Linked DNA regions of Ovis aries: region 1 is linked to region 2. A link is a contact called in public Hi-C data. All regions are on one chromosome and are shown on one strand. Each heading gives the region's core, a stretch centred on a gene start, on an enhancer-like site or on the middle of the called end of the contact. The rest is flanking DNA. Distances are from core to core; before and after follow the strand shown.

What was found. A called contact is a pair of places that touch in the nucleus more often than the background predicts.
Region 1: a contact with region 2 is called in a Hi-C map of hypothalamus, with 8 times the contacts expected there. The contact joins the promoter of NDUFB7 here to the promoter of ZNF333 in region 2. A contact is called at or near these places in 8 of 16 Hi-C or Micro-C datasets (blood, hypothalamus, liver and 3 more).

Annotation. Positions count from the first base shown.
Region 1 is chr5:9,544,764-9,550,087 of ARS-UI_Ramb_v3.0, forward strand. It overlaps NDUFB7 (NADH:ubiquinone oxidoreductase subunit B7), which reads left to right and starts at 3,512. Exons shown (of 3, transcript XM_004008468.6): 1 at 3,512-3,672. The coding sequence starts at 3,561.
Region 2 is chr5:9,411,501-9,416,915 of ARS-UI_Ramb_v3.0, forward strand. ZNF333 (zinc finger protein 333) reads right to left here and starts at 2,376. Exons shown (of 11, transcript XM_060416262.1): 1 at 2,289-2,376.

The sequences.
Region 1 (5,324 bases), core at 2,262-4,761, 130 kb after region 2:
GGTTTGTTTGCCTGACACACAGCAAGCCAAGCCTGAAACACCAAGATTTATAGCAGAGAAAGGGTTTACTCACAAGGCAGCCAAGCAAGAAGAAGGGGGAGCAAATCTCAAACCCACCTCCCTGAAGGTGAGGGGTTCAGAATATTTATAAGAAACAGCTGAGGCTTGGGGAGCAAGGGAAAAGTGATCTGAGATTTTTTTCATATTTATTTATTTATCTGGTTGTACTTGGTCTTAGTTGAGGCCATATGAACCCTCATTTGTGGCATGCGGGATCTAGTTGCTTGACCAGAGATGGAACCCAGGCCCCCTGCATTGGGAGCACAGACTCTTAGCCACTGGACCACCAGGGAAGTCCCTGGAGCCAAAGAATCAAATTAAATTAATCCAAGACAATCTCATCTCAAGACACTTAATTACATTTGCAAAAGAATGTTTTCCAAATAAGATCACATTCACAGGTTTCCAAGTTTATGGTATGGACATACCTTTGGAGGGACCATGATTCAATCTGCTGAAGGTCATATTTAAAGCCCCACATGGGACTGAGTGTGCATGGAGACAGACGCCATCCAGCCCCACTCTGATCTTCCTGTTCACCTCTGTGTCCTCAAGGTCTGATGCAGCTGTTCATAAAAGACAGATGTAGTTGTAATAAGTAACACTTACCTAATGCTTGGCCAAGAACTGGGCTTCCCTCACAGCTCAACGGTAAAGAATCTGCCTGCCAAAGCAGGAGACGCAGGTTTGATCCCTGGGAGGGGAAGATCCCCTGGAGAAGGAAAGGCAACCCACTCCAGTATTCTTGCCTGGGAAATCCCATGGACAGAGGAGCCTGGCAGGCTACAGTCCACGGGGTTGCAAAAGAGTCGGACACAACTGAGCAACTAAAGGACATGCCAAGAGCTGCTGTAAGTACTTTACATAATTAACACATTTAATGTTGCAACATAAAAATTGATACTTCATCTTACAAAAAGGCTAAATAAACTCACCCAGGCCACACAACTAGCATTCCAATCCAGGACACCTGTTCTCTCAAATAGAGGAAACCCCCTTGGCCCAAGTGGAGGGATCTGGCTTGCATTAGAGAATCACACATGTTACAAACACAAAGTAAATTTACTGAAGGATGCATGATGCCGCTGTCACCTGAGACCTTGCAAAGGAACCTGCATAGAACAACCAAAACTCTAAATATGACATCTGTGGGAATTCCCTGATGGTCCAGTAGTTAAGACTCTGTGCTTCCACTGCATGGGACACAGGTTCGATCCCTGGTCAAGGAACTAAGACCCTGCATGCCTCGGTGTGGCCACGAAACAAAACAAACAAACAAAAAGCACATGACGTGTCTTGGTATCAATGTCACTCAGGCCCCAGGAGGGCCCTCTTGGGTGTGAGTGGGGGTGTACATCTGCCAATGCTGGAAACAGGCTGCTTAGGAATGTGAGGCGGATTTAGGCATTAGACAAGTTTAGGTGTTAAGTTTCTTGATGGCTCAGTTGGTAGAGAATCTGCCTGCAATGCAAGAGCAGTGGGTTTGATCCCGGGTCAGGAAGATGCCCTGGTAAAGGAAGATGCAACCCACTCTAGTATTCTTGCCTGGAGAATCCCAGGACCAGAGGCGCCTGGTGGGCTACAGTCCATGGGGTTGCAAGAGTCAGACATGACTTAGCAACTAAACCAACGAATCAAGTTTAGGTAAGAGAAAAGACAAATGATTGTGTGTCTCCATGTCCTAAGGCTGCCATAACAAGGTACCACAAAGCAGGTGACTTAAAACAAGAAAAAAGTATAGTCGCACAGTTCTGGAGGCTGAAAGTCCAAAACAAGGTGTGAGCAGGGCCGTGCTCACTCCCAAGGCCCCGGGGGACGAGCCTTCGCGGCGTGGGATGCTTGGTGTCCCAGCCTCTGCCTCCAGCATCACACGATGTCCCGGGTGTGTGTCTGCTCCCACATTTCACTCTTAGGGCTTCCCTGGTGGCTCAGTAGGAAAGAATCCCCCTGTCAAACAGGAGACGTGGGTTCGATCCCTGGTCCAGGAAGATCCCACATGCTGAGGAACAATGAAGCCCACATGCCACAACTACTGAACCTGTGCTCCAGAGGCTTAGAGCTGCAACTACTGAAGCCCGTGCCCCCTACAGCCTGTGCTCTGAAACGAGAGAAGCCACTGCAGTGAGAAGTCGGTGCGCCACAACTGCTGCAACTAGAGAAAAGGCCCGCAGCAAGGAAGACCCTGCACAGCCAGAAATAAATACATAAACTTGCAGTTTAAAACATTTCCCTTTCATAAGAAGGGCGCCAGTCATTAGATTAGGACCCACCCGAGTCTGTCATGACCACATCTTAACTTGATTACATCTGCAAAACTCTGTTTTCAAGTAAGATCACATCCGCAGCTTCCCCCATGGTTAAGACTTCAACATATATTTTGGCGGGAGGTGGGGGATCAGAGGGTGGAAGATAGTTCAACCCACAGCACCTTGTCAAATGAAATGTAATCTTGCACGGCCAAGTATCATTTCCCAACACTGACAAGCATCCAGTGAAAATTTTTTCTTTTGTGTTCCAATCCTGCACTGAGAGTCCAGAGATAGTAACAAATTAACACATCATTTGCATTTGTTACAGCTGCACATGGAGGCAGTATTTGGCCAAGAAGTATTAAGCAATACGTATATGTGTGTGTGTATATATATATAATATATATACAAAAAATATATGTGTGTATATTTAAAATACTTTTAAATATACACACATATAGAAGCGCTAACCTAACAGATGTGAAATGCAATACCAATTCTTTACAGTGGCAAGTAGAGGAATACTAGAATCACAACTTGCTTCATTTTTACAAAGTATTTAGTAGGATTTATTTAAAAGCTCAGTTTAATAGGAACTTCCCTGATGGTCCAGTGGCTAAGATTCTGTGTTCCCAATGCAGGGGCCCTGGGTTTGTTCCATGGTCAGGGAACTAGATCCCACATGCTGCAACTAGGACCTGGCACAGCCAAATAAATAAAAGTATTTTTTTAAAAAACTCAGTTTATAGTGTATTGATAAATAACTTTTATTTGCTTATTTAAATTAAAATATTTAAGTAATTTTATTTAAACCTTTTATATTCACTAATTATATCATCAGCAACTGTGCAAGCGCTTATGAAAACTTTGAATGTTTTAGAATAGAACTTTTTAAAATTATGATATAAAATATATTTTTCCTTTGTACTCTAGCTGCAGTAGACCAGTGGAGCCCAGGGAGGGTGAGAGGAGACCCCAGGCTCCTGTCGTCCACCCTCCCCCAGCCCAGATATATTTTCCGAGGCAGGGAGGCTCCCTCTGGCGGTAGCCAGAGTAGGGGGTGAGCGCCTTGCTGTCCCCTCCCGGCCGCTAGGAGGCCCCAGAGTTACCTGAACTCCTTTGGAGTCATTCATCTCTACGATCCCTGCGGCGGTGCAAGCAACCCGGAAGCCATAGCTGGCCTAGGGGGAATGCTTCCGGGTAGGAATTAGGTGACCCCGGCTACCGCTGGAACCTGCGGTGACAGCAGCCATGGGGGCTCACCTGGCCCGGAGATACCTGGGCGATGCCTCGGTGGAGCCCGAACCCCTGCGGATGCCCACTTTCCCGCCCGACTACGGCTTCCCCGAGCGCAAGGAACGCGGTGAGGCCCAGTGCGCAGGAGCGGCCGGCGGGAGTGGGGCACGGGTGCGGGAACCCCTGAACCTCGGAGTCTCCACTGCTGGGCTCGAGCATCGTGCGCTGTGTCTGGGTTCAGCCCTGACCTCGGCCCGGAGGAATTCAGAGGACGTTCGTGACCTTGCCGGAGTGTGGAGGCATTGCAGGCAGAGGGTCTTTTTATTTGAACAAAAAGCGTAGGGGGCAAGAGAGCAGTGATGCGGGGCTAATGAGGCGATGGAACCTGGGCTTAGTCCTGGATTGAGTGGGAAGCTATGGCAGAGTTTATCACGGAAGAGATGTGCTCACTGTACCTCTGGGTAGATGCCACTGCTCTTGTTAGGTACGCCCGGGAAAACACAAGCGGGGGGCGGGGGGGACTCACGCCGCACAAGCTCTCCTGCACTTTGCCTGTTTTAACGAGTTAATATCACAGACATACTGAGCGCCAATCCTGGACCGAGCCAGTTTGGGCACCGAGGATACAGCAGGCACTGACTAAAGAGAACTCACTGTCGTGTAGGGGAGACCGTGGAACCTGGCGGGGCTTCATGATGTTGCCTGGGAGTATCAAGGCGGGCTTCCAGGGGGTTATAACTGGAAATGAGACGTGAGGGGGTTGCAGAAGAGCTGACCACACCCAGACTAAGGAGAGGGGCTCTCCCCTTAGTGCTTCTAAGTTGAGGAGCCACGCGACCAGATTTGCTTTGTCAAAAGGTCACGTTGTTAGCTGCCGGGTGGGCGATGACTTGGGAGACAGAGATACCCCTAAGGGAACGGGGGTGGTGCAGAGAGGTTTGGATTTAGGGCAACGTTGAAGGGTACACTCCTCTAGTGTCTCGATTCCTGGTAGTCCCTTCAGGCCCACCGGAACCTGTAGTCCATCAGTACGCCCACCTCCATGTCAGTCTTTCCCACTGCTCCATACACCCTTCTTTTCCCTTAGTGTTTTGCAGACACCCAGAGCCACCCCCACCCTGCCCCCTCTCTCTGGCTTAACAAGAGCCCTGGATAAGGCCAGCTCTCCTTGGCTCCTGTCCCTGTGCAGCTGAACATCATGGGAGAAAAACACTCATTCTCCCTGACTGGTCTCATGATTGCTCCGCGACTCGTCCCCTCATACTGCTGGTTTTCTTGTCACATTCCCTGGCCTTTGCTCTCTCTCGCTCCTCCCTTGACCACAGTGTCAGGCCATCTCTCTCAGACTCCAGCATCTCCTTTCAGCTTGTCACTTGACATCTTCTTGAGAAAACAGATGCAGGGACTTCTCTGACATGCCAGCAGTTAAGACTCTGCACTTCTAATGCAGGGAACGAAGGTTCAGTCCCTGGTTGGGGAACTAAGATCCCACATGCCACAAGGCATAGCCAAAAGATTTTAAAACAGATGCAGCCAAAACTCTCGGGCTCCCTTCATCCCTGCTTCCTGCTGGACCCCACCTTCTCTCCCGTTACTCAACCTGCCCTTGCTTCAGCTAAACCTCTGCTCCAGTTGAACTCTCTGATGCCCTTCATCCCATCCTCTCACCCACCCAAGCACTGTCCCAAGCAGTCTCTCCTCATTGGACATTGGTTTTCCCATCAGCATGCAAATACACTTATTTCTGCTGTTTTTAAAATATTCTCCTGCTCCGCCTCC
Region 2 (5,415 bases), core at 1,126-3,625:
CTGGGCTGCAGTCCTCAATTTTCCCCCAAATAAAACAACGCACAACTCTCAAGTTGTGCAATTTTTCACATCATGCAATATTTTTAAGTCGCCACACACATCACCCTTATTGTTAATTTAAAATCTATCTTCCCAGCTAGACTAAAACCTCCACGGGGCAAGTGCTAAATCTATTTGGGTCACATTGTTTCCCCTGTTCAGGGTCCAGTTCATCGGCCCCCCTCCAATGAAAATGTGCCCAAAATATCAACTCAAGAATAAATCAGTATAGCTAAATTAAAAAGGCACGTGCCTACATACACACACACACAAACCCACCACTACCACCACCACAAAAATAAAAATTATTTTAAATGCCTGATATAAAATCACACCACCAAATCTCAGGTATCTTTAAGAAACACTGATTCTTTCTAAAAAGACACAGTGGGACATGAATTCTCTGAAAAGAAATACCTCACTCATTAAATCAAAATCTGACATTTAATTTTCCTCCAGAATTAATTTCTTCCTCATTTCTTATTAGAAGTGAGTCTTAAATGCAAATCAAAACCACAATGAGGTACCATCTCATGCAGGTCAGAAAGACTGCCATCTACAACCAAAAGTCTACAAATAATAAATGCTGGAGAGGGTGTGGAGAAAACAGAACTCTGTTACACTGTTGGTGGGAATGCAAACTAGTACAGCCACTATGGAGAACAGTGTGGATTCTCTAAAAAACTGAAAATAGAACTGCCATACAACTCAGCAACCCCACTGCTGGGCATACACACCAAGGAAACTAGAATTGAAAGAGACACGTGTACTCCAATGTTCATCGCAGCACTGTTTACAATAGCCAGGACATGGAAGCAACCTAGATGTCCATCAGCAGATGAATGGATAAGAAAGCTATGGTACATATACAAAATGGATTATCCATTAAAAAAAATGCATTTGAGTCAGTTCTAATGAGGTGGATGAAACTGGAGCCTATTATACAGAGTGAAGTAAGTCAGAAAGAAAAACACCAATACAGTATATTAAAACATATATATGGAATTTAGAAAGATGGTAACGATGATGCTATGTGTAAGACACCAAAAGAGACATGGACATAAAGAACAGACTTTAGGACTTTGTGGGAGAAGACGAGGGTGGGATGATTTGAGAGAATGGCATTGAAACATATATATTACCATATGTGAAACAGAGGACCAGTCCAAGTTCAATGCATGAAACAGGGCACTCAAAACTGGTGCACTGGGACAACCCAGAGGGATGGGATGGGGAGGGAAGTGGGGGGGGGTGGGATTGGGGACAGGGGACACGTGTACACCTGTGGCTGATTCATGTCAATGTAGGGCAGTATTGTAAAGTGATTAGCCTCCATTTAAAATAAATTAATTTAAAAAAAGAAGTGAGTCTTAACCTATTATTTAAAAAAGACATTCAATTCACTGCCAACTCAACTTCAGTTCACAGTACTAACAAACCTTATGTTCTTTTTCCTGGCATCGCAAGTTTTGAAGCCTTCTGCTGATTTACAGGCTGGAGCCAACTTGAAAAGAACTAAATAACCTTACTTTTCATTGATGTTAGTAAGACTTGTGACATAAGTGAAAAATAGCTTTTATTAAGACTCCCTTCCTTTGCAGTAAGTAAAACTGATACAAAGTAAAAGTCACAAATTTAAAGCGCTTTTGAAGGAAAGAAGGAAGGAGAAAGAAAACCAAAGGGAAAAGAAAACTAACAGGTCCTAAGCTAAAGAACTGCAAATTATCAGTTGCAAAAAAAAAAAAAAAAATCATCTAATTCATCCTTCGATAGGAAGTACATTCCATTTTTCAAATCCACATGCCAAGTCACTCAAACGAATTTGCACAGGTAGATTCAGCCCTAAATTTCCTTGGGCAGAGCTGGATAATCTGAAACGCAATATGCAACAAAACGTGATTTATTAATTAAAAAATTCTCCTGCATAAAAGAGATACAGTAGGCCTACAAATCCGGAAGGACAAGTGAATGCTGGAGCCAGCTGGTGCACCACTCCTTCGCTGCGGGACCTGGACTATACTTCGTGATTTCCCGCGCAATAAGTGGATGACAGTCCTGTCTCCCCAAACAAGGAGTACCTGAGCGCGACAGACGGGAGAGGGGAAGCTCAGCTGCACAGCCAAGCTCTGCGGTAGCCGCCCCAGCCCCAGGCGCACCGCGGGGAAGAAGTCCCTTGGCCAGCTAGTCCGTTCTAGACTCTGAGACCCCTCCCCGCTCCCGCCGAGCATTCCCGAGGGGATGGGCCGCACCTGCAGACTGGCCGGAGACACTCCCACCGCAAGGCGCCGCGCGGTCCAGCACAGCCACCTCCGTCCGCGGCCGCAGTGCACTTCCGCTTCCGGTGTCAGGGCCCCCAGCAGCGGAAGTGGCCGAGGCACTGGCTCTCAGGGCCAAAGGAGCTGCGGACTGTGGCGGGGAGCTTAACTCCTCCTTTATGACCTTGGAGGAGAAATTCTAGTTTCTTTCCCCCGGTTGGGGGCAAGGTTAAGCTCTGGGGTGGGGTCTGACCGGACCTAGAGGGTGGAGTTAGGGGCGGGGCGTATGCCACATGGTCCGGGCTAGTTGTTATTGTTGTTTGTTCAGTTGCTAAGTCGTGTCCGACTCTGTGACCCCATGGACTGCAGCGCGCCAGGCTTCTCTGTCCTTCACTGTTTTCCAGAGTTTGCACAAATCCATGTCCCAGTCGGTGATGCTATCTAACCATTTCATCCTCTGCCGGCCCTCCTCTTCTTTTGCCCTCAGTCTTTTCCAGCATCGGGGTCTTTTTCCAATGAGTCGGCTCTTCGCATCCGGTGGCCAAAGTATTGACGTTTCAGCAGCAGTCCTTCCAGTGACTATTCTGGGATGAGCTTAAGCCTGTGGAGTGGGGATTGGGGCGGGACCTAGGCTTGGTGGGTGGGGCGGCGCTTCGCTGGCACTTTGGGATGCTCAGTGTTTGACTTTCCTCTCCCCCTTCCTTCCGCCCCCCTCCCCTCGCCTGCCCCGCCCTGCCTTTCTCTTTTGTGTTTGGTTTGGTTTGGGGATTTGGGGGGTTTTGTTGTTTTCTTTTTGGCTTTCTTAGAAGAGAATAGAGTTTTTTAGAACGGGAGAGGATGTAAGAAGGGAGAGCCGACCTTTTTCGCTGGATAGTAGCCAATTGTTTGGGGTTGGGTTTTTTTATGTTTTGATGCTTTATACACAGGAATGATATATTTACAAACTAGTCAGTTGCAACATTAGCCTGTAAAATCAAAAACATTTCTTAATAGGTCTCAAAGGGAAAGGGAACTTTATAATGACACGCTTTCACATTAACCAGTATGACAAATCATAAGAAACTTAACACCGTGTTCAAAGTAAAATATACAGAACAAGCATTTTGAAGTCACCTATTGTGTTTAACTCTCATTAATACTATACTATGTGTACACGTCTCATTATTTCCTCCCAGGTTATCAACCAATGAAGAAAATATTCCTTTGATGCAGAAGCACAAACACGTATTTGTTTTTTAGTTGAGCAAGTTTTATTAAGTCTCATCACTAGAATTTGATATCTAAATGAAACATATATTTGCCTTTTTTTCCCTCCACATTACGAAAGAAAAACAGACTGAAAAAAACTTGTGAAAAAAACCCAAACTATGTATTACAATCACTTAATACCTGTTTTGAATTGTATCATTTCTTCCAAAGCAATTTTGGCTTGCTAGCAAAAATCATTTATTGTTTTTTTTTTACTTTTTTATTGATCTGTAACATACATGTAGAAAATTGCTTTGCAGTGTACCTACAGAAACATACAGGAATATACAGAAATCGACATAGCTCAAAGAATTTTCACAAAGTGAACACACTCAGAATGTTCCCTCATGTCTGTTTCATTTACTGTCTTCTTCCTCAAAGGAAAATCACTATCCTGATTTCTACTACTATAGGTTGGTTGTGTCTATTTTATTATTTTATATAAATAAACACACTGTATAAATTCTTTTTTCTTTGATTTATTTGGCTCAACATCATGTTTGTAAACTTTGTTCATGTTATTGCACGTTGAATAAATAATTCCATACAGTGCAATGTGGTGAAGTCATTAAAGTCTAAGTGGTATATAGGTTACAGTAGCTAATCAAAATATGTCAGTGTTATGAGTTAACTACACAACAACATCTTTATTTTAATCCCCTGGTGTTTATCTATTCCCAAATTTAATCTGTACCATCTGATTTTATTGCCTAGAATTATTTGCATGAAAAAAATATTTTTTTAACAAGTAAAATCAAATTTTGTTAGTGCCATAAACATATTTCTTTCCCCTAACGAGTAAATGATTTGGCAAGATTAACCTCACTTGAAATGTGATAAAACTGAGAGTGAATAAAATCAATCACCTTGACATAAAATCACTGAGCACAGAGAAGGTATTTCTTAACCATTTGTTGGATGGATGAGAAGATGATGGGTGAATGGATGGTTGAGTGGGTAAATGATGCATGGACAGATAGGTGGGTGGGTTACAGTTGGGTGGATGATGCATGGATAGACGGATGGATGGATGATGATAGGTGGAGGGATAAATCAATGTGATGACCAGGTTCCTAAATTCCATTTTAATGCACTTGTTACAAAAATTAGTATCCTTAGACCTGGATTTTCAAGGGCAATAAGAATATATTATCAGATTTTAAATGATGTGAAAGTCGCTCAGTCGTGTCTGACTCTTTACGACCCCAAGGACTGTGGCCCACCAGGCTCCTCCATCCTTGGGATTTTCCAGGCCAGAATACTGGAGTTGGTAACCATTTCCTTCTCCAAGGGAGTTCCCAATCCAAGGATTGAACCCAGGTCTCCCGCATTGCAGGAGGATTCTTTACCATCTGCGCTACCAGGGAAACCCAAAGGAACTCGTTAATATATCTGTAGGATTTTCTTCAGTTCCTTATACCCCAAGATTTAGAACTTTCATACCTCAATCCTGCTTCATAAACCCAGCTGCTTTGAATTTCTTATTCCTTAGTTTCCCCAGAAGATGGCAGTAGGGTGTAAAGACTAAGTGGGCTTCTCTGGTGGCTCAGCCAATAAACAATCTTAAGTATTAACGTCCAAATAGGATTCAACCATCATTATTATCAATAAAATAATATTAATAACAAGGGAGGGTTTTCCCAGGTGGCTCAGTGGTAAATAATCTGTCTGCCAATGCAAGACACATGGGTTCAACCTCTGGGTTGGGAAGATCCCTTAGAGGAGGAAATGGCAACCCACTCCAGTATTCTTGCCTGGAAAACCCCACGGACAGAGGAATCTGGCAGACTGTAGTCCATGGTGGTGGCAAAGAGTCTGATATGACTTAGCGACTGAGCACTTACACAGATAACAAGGGATCTTATTTGCACCC